Regions from separate parts of the Zea mays genome. Here region 1 is linked to region 2. The links are chromatin contacts, called in public Hi-C maps. All regions are on one chromosome and are shown on one strand. Each heading gives the region's core, a stretch centred on a gene start, on an enhancer-like site or on the middle of the called end of the contact. The rest is flanking DNA. Distances are from core to core; before and after follow the strand shown.

Region 1 (4,440 bases), core at 178-2,677, 250 kb before region 2:
AATCAAAGTGTATGCATATGATGAGATGACCTAAGGGGTGGAGTTTAGTGAGAGATAAAAATAAGGGGGTTTAGGAGATTAGGGTTCCAAACCTTGGGTTGAAATTTTGGGATGTTATAGTGCGGTACACAAGATTAGACCGAGTGAGAAATGATGACATACACGATCGGCTAGGAGTAGCGCCAATTCAAGAAAAGCTTATTCAATACCGGTTGAGATAGTTTAGGCATGTCCACCGGAGACCCCAGAGGCACCGATGCATAGAGGCATCATAAGACAAGACAATAATGTGAAGAGAGATAGAGGTCGACCAAACTTGACATGGGAGGAGGCAATCAAAAGAGACTTGAAGGATGGAATATCAAGTTGTGTTTGAATATAAGTGCTTGGAAAGAAGCTATCCACGTGCCTGAACCATCACTAGACATTTTTCCTTTTAGTGCTCTCAAAAGTTTTTCCCCTCCCCTTTCTCTCTCTTTCTTCTTTTGGTGACATCTTACTGAGTTTCAACTCTAGCCTACCCCAACTTACTTGGGGCTAAAAGGCTATGTTGATGATATTCAAATTGATGATGATAAATCTAGACAAATATACAAACATATATATTAATTATTTTATGAATCTATTGAAAGCCAAAAACAAATTTCAATTTGGGACCGAGGGAGTATCATTTAAATGCACTAGGCCATATCTTTTTTGTAATATACTTATGTAATATCGTTATATATTTGTAAATTTAGTTGTAAATCAAAATTTGACTTAGAAATTAGTTCGAAGGATGGTAATTGATACAGTAGTTGAGCGGAAGGAAATATATTGGCAGAAGTATTTCACAAATATGGCCTTTTGAGTAATTATTATATCTATCTTCTGCAAAACTTAACCAAAGTAGGGCTCGATGAAATACTCGTGACTCATCGGCTCGCTCGGTTTGTAGCTAACTCAACTCGGTTCATTTGATTTTTTTTCACGAGATGAGCTGACATCAACAAGCCAGCTCGCAAGATAAACACTATCACATTTCAGGAAAACGAAGGTATATGCATATCATTTACTTATGAATATGTTATATGTTTTGCATGGTTTTTATGGTCTATAAGTTAAACTAATGATTAATGAAATGTGTCTATGTGTCAAATTGATCTATGCGAATATAATTATAGGTTAAATTGATGAATATATGTGAATTGTGAAGTGATGAATTATGAGTTGTGTTAATTTGACGATATATTAATATGATCTATAAAACTATCAGTATAATTATTATTTTTTATTATTAAATTAGTTTTAAAATAATTGAAAACTAATTATTATTTTTTAATCTGACTCGCAAACTAAACAAGTCAGCTTAAACTTGTAAATGAGTCAAGTTCGTTAGCTTAATGATTCGAGCCGAGCCATATCCAAGCCTAAACCAAAGCAGCCTGGCTGTGCCTACACGCTTGCCTTATCTTCTCCCGTTCACCCCGCCGTGCGCGCGCGCCCCCGCGGCGACAACCGGGCGACCGCCGCCGACCTACGCCAGGTGCCAAGCCGTTCCTCAGTCCCATCACGAGGCCTTCAACGAGCCCTTCGCCGGCGACGAGAAAGTATGGGCACCCCTCCCCTTCCCTTTCTGCTGTGCGAAACCGAGTTCCGGAACCCTAACCTATTTAGCTATTTGCATGATCTAATTTCAAGCTTATATATAGTGCCTACTATCTTCGATTTTTTTGGCAAAAAATACTGGGTTTGTACACCCACGTTCTTTATTGTGTCATCTGGTGAGAGGAAGCATTCCATAGCCCAAGTATTAGAAACTCGTATTGATCCACTGTATTTTACATGTGAAATTTGGAGTTTAATTTTGTGCTGAGGAGACAGTGATCAATCAAGCTGAGATAAGAGAAGGAAGAAGAGGTTTTTGTGCCTTAAATTTTAACAAATTAAGAAGAATAAGGCTTCCCGGCTAATGTTTTATTTGCCTTAAAATTTTCTCAAATCATTGTGAGAAATGAATGAACCAACCAAAATGTGCTTGGACATGCTGAACTTTGTTAGTTGCCAATTTGTAAGTGCGTGTGAAATTTGTCTAAATTGATCCCATATGCCTTGGAACCAAGACAGGTGAAGATTTGTTTTAGACATATTGGGGGTTCAATGGAATCCCATGTCACATGCCAAGTTCACTGCTATCCCCTTTGGAAGTAGACTTATTCCACTTTTTACTCATGTCCAATGTTTTTGTCATTGAGACGGTTTGAGTCGCCAGAGCACACCGATAAGTCGATTCAGCTGACTTATCGGGCAACTTGGACGACTAATCGATAGTAAGTCGTCCGACTAATTGGCTAAATCGTCTAGACTCTAAAAAACCGATATAAGACGACTTGCCATGTTTTTGTATGAAAAAAATACTGATTGCACAAAAAAAACTGATTATAATGAAGAAAGTGACTTACTTGTCCAAGTACACTAACATAGCAATCGATGTAGCATAATCTCGGCCACACGGCAAGCATTCAAGCAAAGTACCGGAGCGGAGCAGAGCAGATTTAAAAGGGAAATAATAGACAGGGTCAAAGCCTCACAGGGATTACCGGAGCTGGAGGACGAGGTGGCTGGTGACTGCCGACAGTTGATGCAGGAGGCGAAGGGAGAGGTGATCTCGTGGAGCATCACTGAGCACGAGTGTGATTGACAACTGACGATGAGACGAACGACTCCTGTTTCTGGTGGCTAGGAGTGGAGGGGCAGGAGAGAAGGTTGGAGAATAGTGGATTGGAAGTGGGCCAGTCTGTTGTTGGAACCCTAAGACCTAATGGGCTGGTTGACGGGCTGAGAGATGAAACCCAAGCCTTTTTTATTTAAGTCGTCCATGACTTAAAACCGCGACTAACCGTCTGAGTTAGACGATTAGTCAGATGACTCGTTATTAAGTCGACCAATTCGTGTCGAAATGTATACTGATGCTAAAAAACGATACGGCTGACTAATCGCGATTGGTCGAACGACTTAAAAACACTGCTCATGTCATTCCTATATGGAATGTGAGATGTATTTTTTTTTCTATACTGGTGTACAAATGTTCATTAGACAAATTTGATGCTTCCATTTCCTTTTTTCAGTTTTATTGTTTTATTTAGATTATCATGTAGATTTCCTTGTTGTATAATGTAGTGTGATCATGCCAATGGTAGCATACACTGCCTCTATCTTTTGTTTGAGTGTCGATAAGGATCTCTAAGCAATTGTGTTACGTGGTACCCCATGTTTTAAAGTTGTATGACTAACCGCGATTAGTCGGCCTTATCGCCATTGCAAGCTCGATTAGGGTGTATGATGCGACTAGGGCGACTAGAACTCTGATCGTCCGACTAATTACGATTAAACGGTGATTAGTCGTACGATTAGGAGTTCAATCGACTAATTGCTGTTGATAAAATTCTTTTTGGGGGCTGGTGCAAATCTCCCTAGAGCTATTGACCAAACATACTCTAGAATTATGAAGCATGTTGTTCCTCTTCCTCCACAATCTGGTGAATCTGATTCTAATGAAGAAATGCAAGAACAAGGACGAGAAGAACTTTCTACTGCATCCACTAAAGATCCAACTGGAGATGGAGGTAGCTTTGAACTAGCTGATGATATGCTCGATTAGCACAACAATCTTCTAGTGTCCCGCATTTAATTGTTTTTGAGTCATAGAACAACATCATGTCTAGTACTGTGGTGTCCTGCATTCAAGGTAATGGAAGCCCTGTGCTTCGATTAGCAGGGGAAGGCACAACCAGGACGTGGATAGGCCACCACCCCGCGTGATTTGCGTAAGCATTTATGCTGGTATAACTGAATTATAGAATTTGCATATACCATGCAACGAATCTAGGAAGGCAGTTCACCTATGCATGCGTCAACATTTATATCGGGATAAATAGATTAAATAATGTGCATAAACCATGCAAAAAGAACCTGCTGACTCACAAATCATGTGGGATGACTTTACAAGTTTGTTCAGTGTTTACGACTGCATAAGAACATGAAACGTAACAGCATAAACCATGCAATATCGCGACGTCAGACCATTTATGCTATTGTATATACGTGACCAGTGTGCGTAGATCTGGGTTGGTTTGAGATTAGGAAAGTAGTGCTGTAAGTTCGCGATAAATGTGGGACGGTTACCGCGTAAATCGTCGATCTGTTTCGTAACGATGAATGAGGCCCAAATTACGGCGCAAAAATCACGCGCTCCGATCGTGCTAGGGTTCTGGCTCGGGTGGATTTAAGCATAAAAGGTGAACCAAAATAGCATAAATGAATACGAAATTCACGTAAATTATCGATCTATTTTGTAACGGCGAATGTGGCACTTGCTTTTTAGTGGAAGCGTAAAACACAACAAGAAGTATCGTAAAATTTCGTTTGAAAATGTATAAATCACGATGGTCATAGAAGACA
Region 2 (4,099 bases), core at 1,348-3,847:
AGAAATTCTAATTCACCCCCTTAGACATCATCGTCTCTTACAACTTACGTGAATAAAAAATGGTGGATGGGCAGATAGGAGACTTTTTTTTTTTGAAAATGGAAACAAGTTCTAGCCTTTTGCAAATTCATGCATAGTACAAAAAAAACCACGAAAAGAAAACAATTATCTGATTGAAACCATAAACAAAACTAAGCAGCCACAGTCCTAGCATTAGATCGCCACCCATAGCATGGGAAGATCTCCATGGCCACCCCCTCAAAGGAATGACAGACATCAAGAACTTTTGGATGAGAATCTTGTTTTTGCAACAATCTCTAAAATCGGAGCCAATGTGTTTCTCTAAAAATGACTTGTAGAATGGACCATATTGGTTTAAGATTAAAAACTTTATTACAGAAAAGCCAAGTAAACCAAAACATTGCTGCTACTCCAATTAAAAATTTCTTCTGTGTCATTTCTTTGTTGGATTACCAAGCCCCTATAATATGATTAATACTATAAGATTTGTCTACATGGAATACAAAGAAAATGGTTCTCCAAATATTTCTAGCAATATAACAATCAAATAAAAGACAACGAATACTCTCGTTATGTTTACAGTTCAAAATTTCCAACCACATTCATTTTGCATGGTTATCTTCATTGAGGATTACACCCCTCCATAAAAACACAAGAAATTTTTATTTTTTAGGGAGATCTTTAGCTTCCAAAGGAGAGAAAAGTCTATTTTGTTGAGCCCCCAAAGAAAACTCTCTCGAGTACAAATCAGCTGTGGCCAACAAATTTTGCCACTGAACAAATTTTTCTCCACTCACCACATTAAAAAGATTTAGATATTACTCTTTTAGCGATATATTCAAAGGTCATCCATACACAAACCACCTTAGCCATCAACTATCTAAAATTGACCCTGATTAAAAAAATTCATCTTTAATCTTCATGAGGTGCATAGCAAATACTTGTTTTTGAGAATTTGATGTCAAACTTCATCCTTATTGATGATCATTTGCTAAGTAAGCAAATATTATTGGTAGCTAGGTTAGCAACACCTAAACCAACAAAGTCTTTTATTTGACAAATAATTTTGTAGCTACAGACAGGGAATTTAGAAGACTTGGATGCTTGATTTTTCTTATTTCCATTTAATTTTAAGTTCTGTGGAAGATGCTGTACGGTAATGCGTGCTTGCTCGCCAACAAACCGACGGATCTTGAGATAACCCAGTTGACGTTCAGATGTTGATGCCACTAAAAAGTGTTTCCCCAGTAACCGCAACGTATCTAACAACTATGAATTTGTTTTGGGAAGCATAAGCCAATTTCAAACATCGATGCTTTGACAATTGTATATTCATCTCATGCATTGATGATTAATGCATCGAGGAATTGCATTCCATGTGATAAATCTCCAAAGGCTAGATAGTTCAAAACAATTTAGATTATAGTCAGAACATATTATAATCTCAAATCCTAAACTCGTACGAGTACCATTTAGCATTTAAAACCTAAAGCAAAGGCTAGATAGTTCAAAACAATTTAGATTATATGGTCAGAACATACTATAATCTAAACCCTAAACTCGTACGAGTACCATTTAGCATTTAAAACCTAAAGCATTTATAGCCTGTACTAATGGAATTATTTTAATTTTAACCGTTCTTCATTTGAGCATAATCATCTCGGATATCAACCAACAAGGAAGAATAATACTAAACTTTACGCAAAATCAGAAACAAATTCTATAAGACACGGCTCAAACACATGTTTCCAAAAAATCCTCCACGAGATCAGAGCGCAAGCCTCCCTCGCGGACGAGATCTCTGGGTACATCCCTCTCGCAAACGAAGAAATTGCCACAAAACATGGAGAGGTTTTGGGACAGAGTGCGTTTGCTGTGCTCGAACATCAACGAAACACAACCCAAAAAGGACGAACAGTTCTTTCTTTTAGAAAGTAGTAGAAAAGATGTGCCAGCCGAAAGGGCCCAGAAAATCACCGAGGGTGTCAGATCCAGGTGAGTTTAAGCTGGCTCGGATTCAATCTCGCAAGATGGCAGTATGATTGCCGATTGCCTGAACCGGATCCAGTTCAAGGTCCAAACAAGAAGCTGATCTTGCAAACCACACACGATTTTTGTCTAGATCAACGAAAAATTCAACACAAAACCACTAATATGGCGCAATCAATGAAAAAACAACACAAAAGGATTGCCAAGCTTAACGGTTCACAAAAGCTAGAAGGGAACGGAAACACGTCGACCAATCGAGTTTGGAGAATCGAGGATGGCGGCGCCGGCGAGGTGAAGGGTTTCGGCCAGTAGAGGGGATATATATGCGCACGGGCACGAGGGTTCCTGATTAGGGTTATCACGTGCTGACTTGGGCCGGCCCAATGTTAGCTCACATGGAAACAATGGGCCGAGCGGGGAGTGTGCACAGTTCAGGAACGGCCCGTTGAAAGGCTAAAAAAAATACTAATCGAACGGGTTTCCCGAGCCGAGCCGAAGCCGATCCAAAATCCGACCGTTGCCAAGAGCGCTCCCCTACCCTTTTTCCCCTCCTCGCAGTCGCAGCAGCAGCGCACACCAGAAAAGCTTTTCTGCCTCCTCTCCACCTTGCTTCCCGCAACTACCACGCACGCCGAATACTTGGCAAGAAGAAACCCTTTCTCGTCCCGTTGAACTGGCGCCGTCGACTCCACCGGGGCACGCTGTCGCGGGTTGCTCTCCGGTCCTCGTTCTCCTTGCTGCTGAATCCGCTAGTGGAGATCGACCTGATTTCTCCTGTCCTGGTAAACCCTAGCGCTCTCCCCCTCCATTCCTTCCTTTTTTTTTTGCCGTCATTCGCTGTGATGTGAACCACTGAAGCGAAAGCCTAACGTACTTCGGTCCGTTTGGTCTATTCTTGGGATGCCCTGTATGTGGATTTGTTCGCTGTTCCGAGCTTAGCCCTCCGTGGCCCTTCTCTTCTTGAGGGCACACAAGGTCTCAGTGGGGTTCATAATCCATCATTTAGGAGCGGTTCGAAGACTCTTTCATTGTTAATTTGTTTGCAGATGCAGATCGGATGCTTATGCAAAATGCCAGTTAGATCTTGATTGGCTTGATAGTAGAGGATATGTGCATTTTGAACTTTTGATGTTGTTGGGTTCACTAATTTAGTGGTGCTTCCGTCTATGTCATCTCAATGGAAAGTGCTATCACATAGGTGTGCAAATAAAGTCTGCACAGCCACATCACCAGGATCCTATCTAGGCACTGTCTCCCCTTGGTAAATCGTACTCCTCGGTTCTTTTTTATTTGTCACGGTTTAGTTTAAAAATGAACTATCGGGTGACAAATATTCTAGAATGGAGGTACTCGTTATGCAGTTTTGCTACATGGAATTTCATAATCGACCTCTGTAAGATGAAATGCAACTCTTCCCCTGGTTGTGTACTTCTGAATTCTGATCCAGTTTAGTATGTTTGCAGTTTAGTGGTACTTCAAATCCATATTAAATTAAGCCTCTCAGAGCTTATTTCAAATCTTGTTCAGTTTCTGTACATCAGAATTCAGAAATACCGTATAGAAGTCAGCATTTATTATTTCTATATTATGATTAGTTTCTCTTTATCAGTCAATTGGATTTTAGCCCGGCTTTCAAGGTAGAGAAAGAAGCTGTCTGGTCCATCATGGCCTTCCCAACTCCAGCTTCTGTTTTTGTTGACGAGAACCAACAGATAAATAGAGGTGAGATTGCATTTTTATCAAAAACTAATTCGTGAAAAGGATTTTTCCTGAATTAGATACATCTCTTTTATCTAAATGTTCAGGTAAGAGGGCTGCTGGATCAAGGACCAAAGGGCTGAAGCCGTCGGAGAATCCTGGGAATCTAGAGAGGAGAGCTCTTCAGGATTTGTCCAACTTTGCCAAAGGCACAGGTTTGAAGGGCACTTCCACCCTGAAAGAGAGGTCCCAGCGCAAGGCTTTTAGTAATGTGACCAACACTATTAAAGGCACTGCTTTGAAGGACAGGCCCATCACGAAAGAGAAATCTACCCAGAAACAGAGGTCACAGAACCCAGTGAAAATATTATCTGATGAAGATATCAAACTG

The links. Hi-C and Micro-C count contacts between places; a contact is called where the count stands out from the background.
Region 1: a contact with region 2 is called in a Hi-C map of leaf, with 5 times the contacts expected there. The contact joins the promoter of LOC100272819 here to the promoter of LOC100193981 in region 2. A contact is called at or near these places in 3 of 25 Hi-C or Micro-C datasets (endosperm, leaf and tassel).

What each region holds. Positions count from the first base shown.
Region 1 is chr4:139,213,309-139,217,748 of Zm-B73-REFERENCE-NAM-5.0, reverse strand. It overlaps LOC100272819 (glycine-rich protein), which reads left to right and starts at 1,427. Exons shown (of 3, transcript NM_001147272.1): 1 at 1,427-1,589.
Region 2 is chr4:138,960,646-138,964,744 of Zm-B73-REFERENCE-NAM-5.0, reverse strand. It overlaps LOC100193981, which reads left to right and starts at 2,597. Exons shown (of 6, transcript NM_001139048.1): 1 at 2,597-2,792; 2 at 3,620-3,732; 3 at 3,816-4,099. The coding sequence starts at 3,675.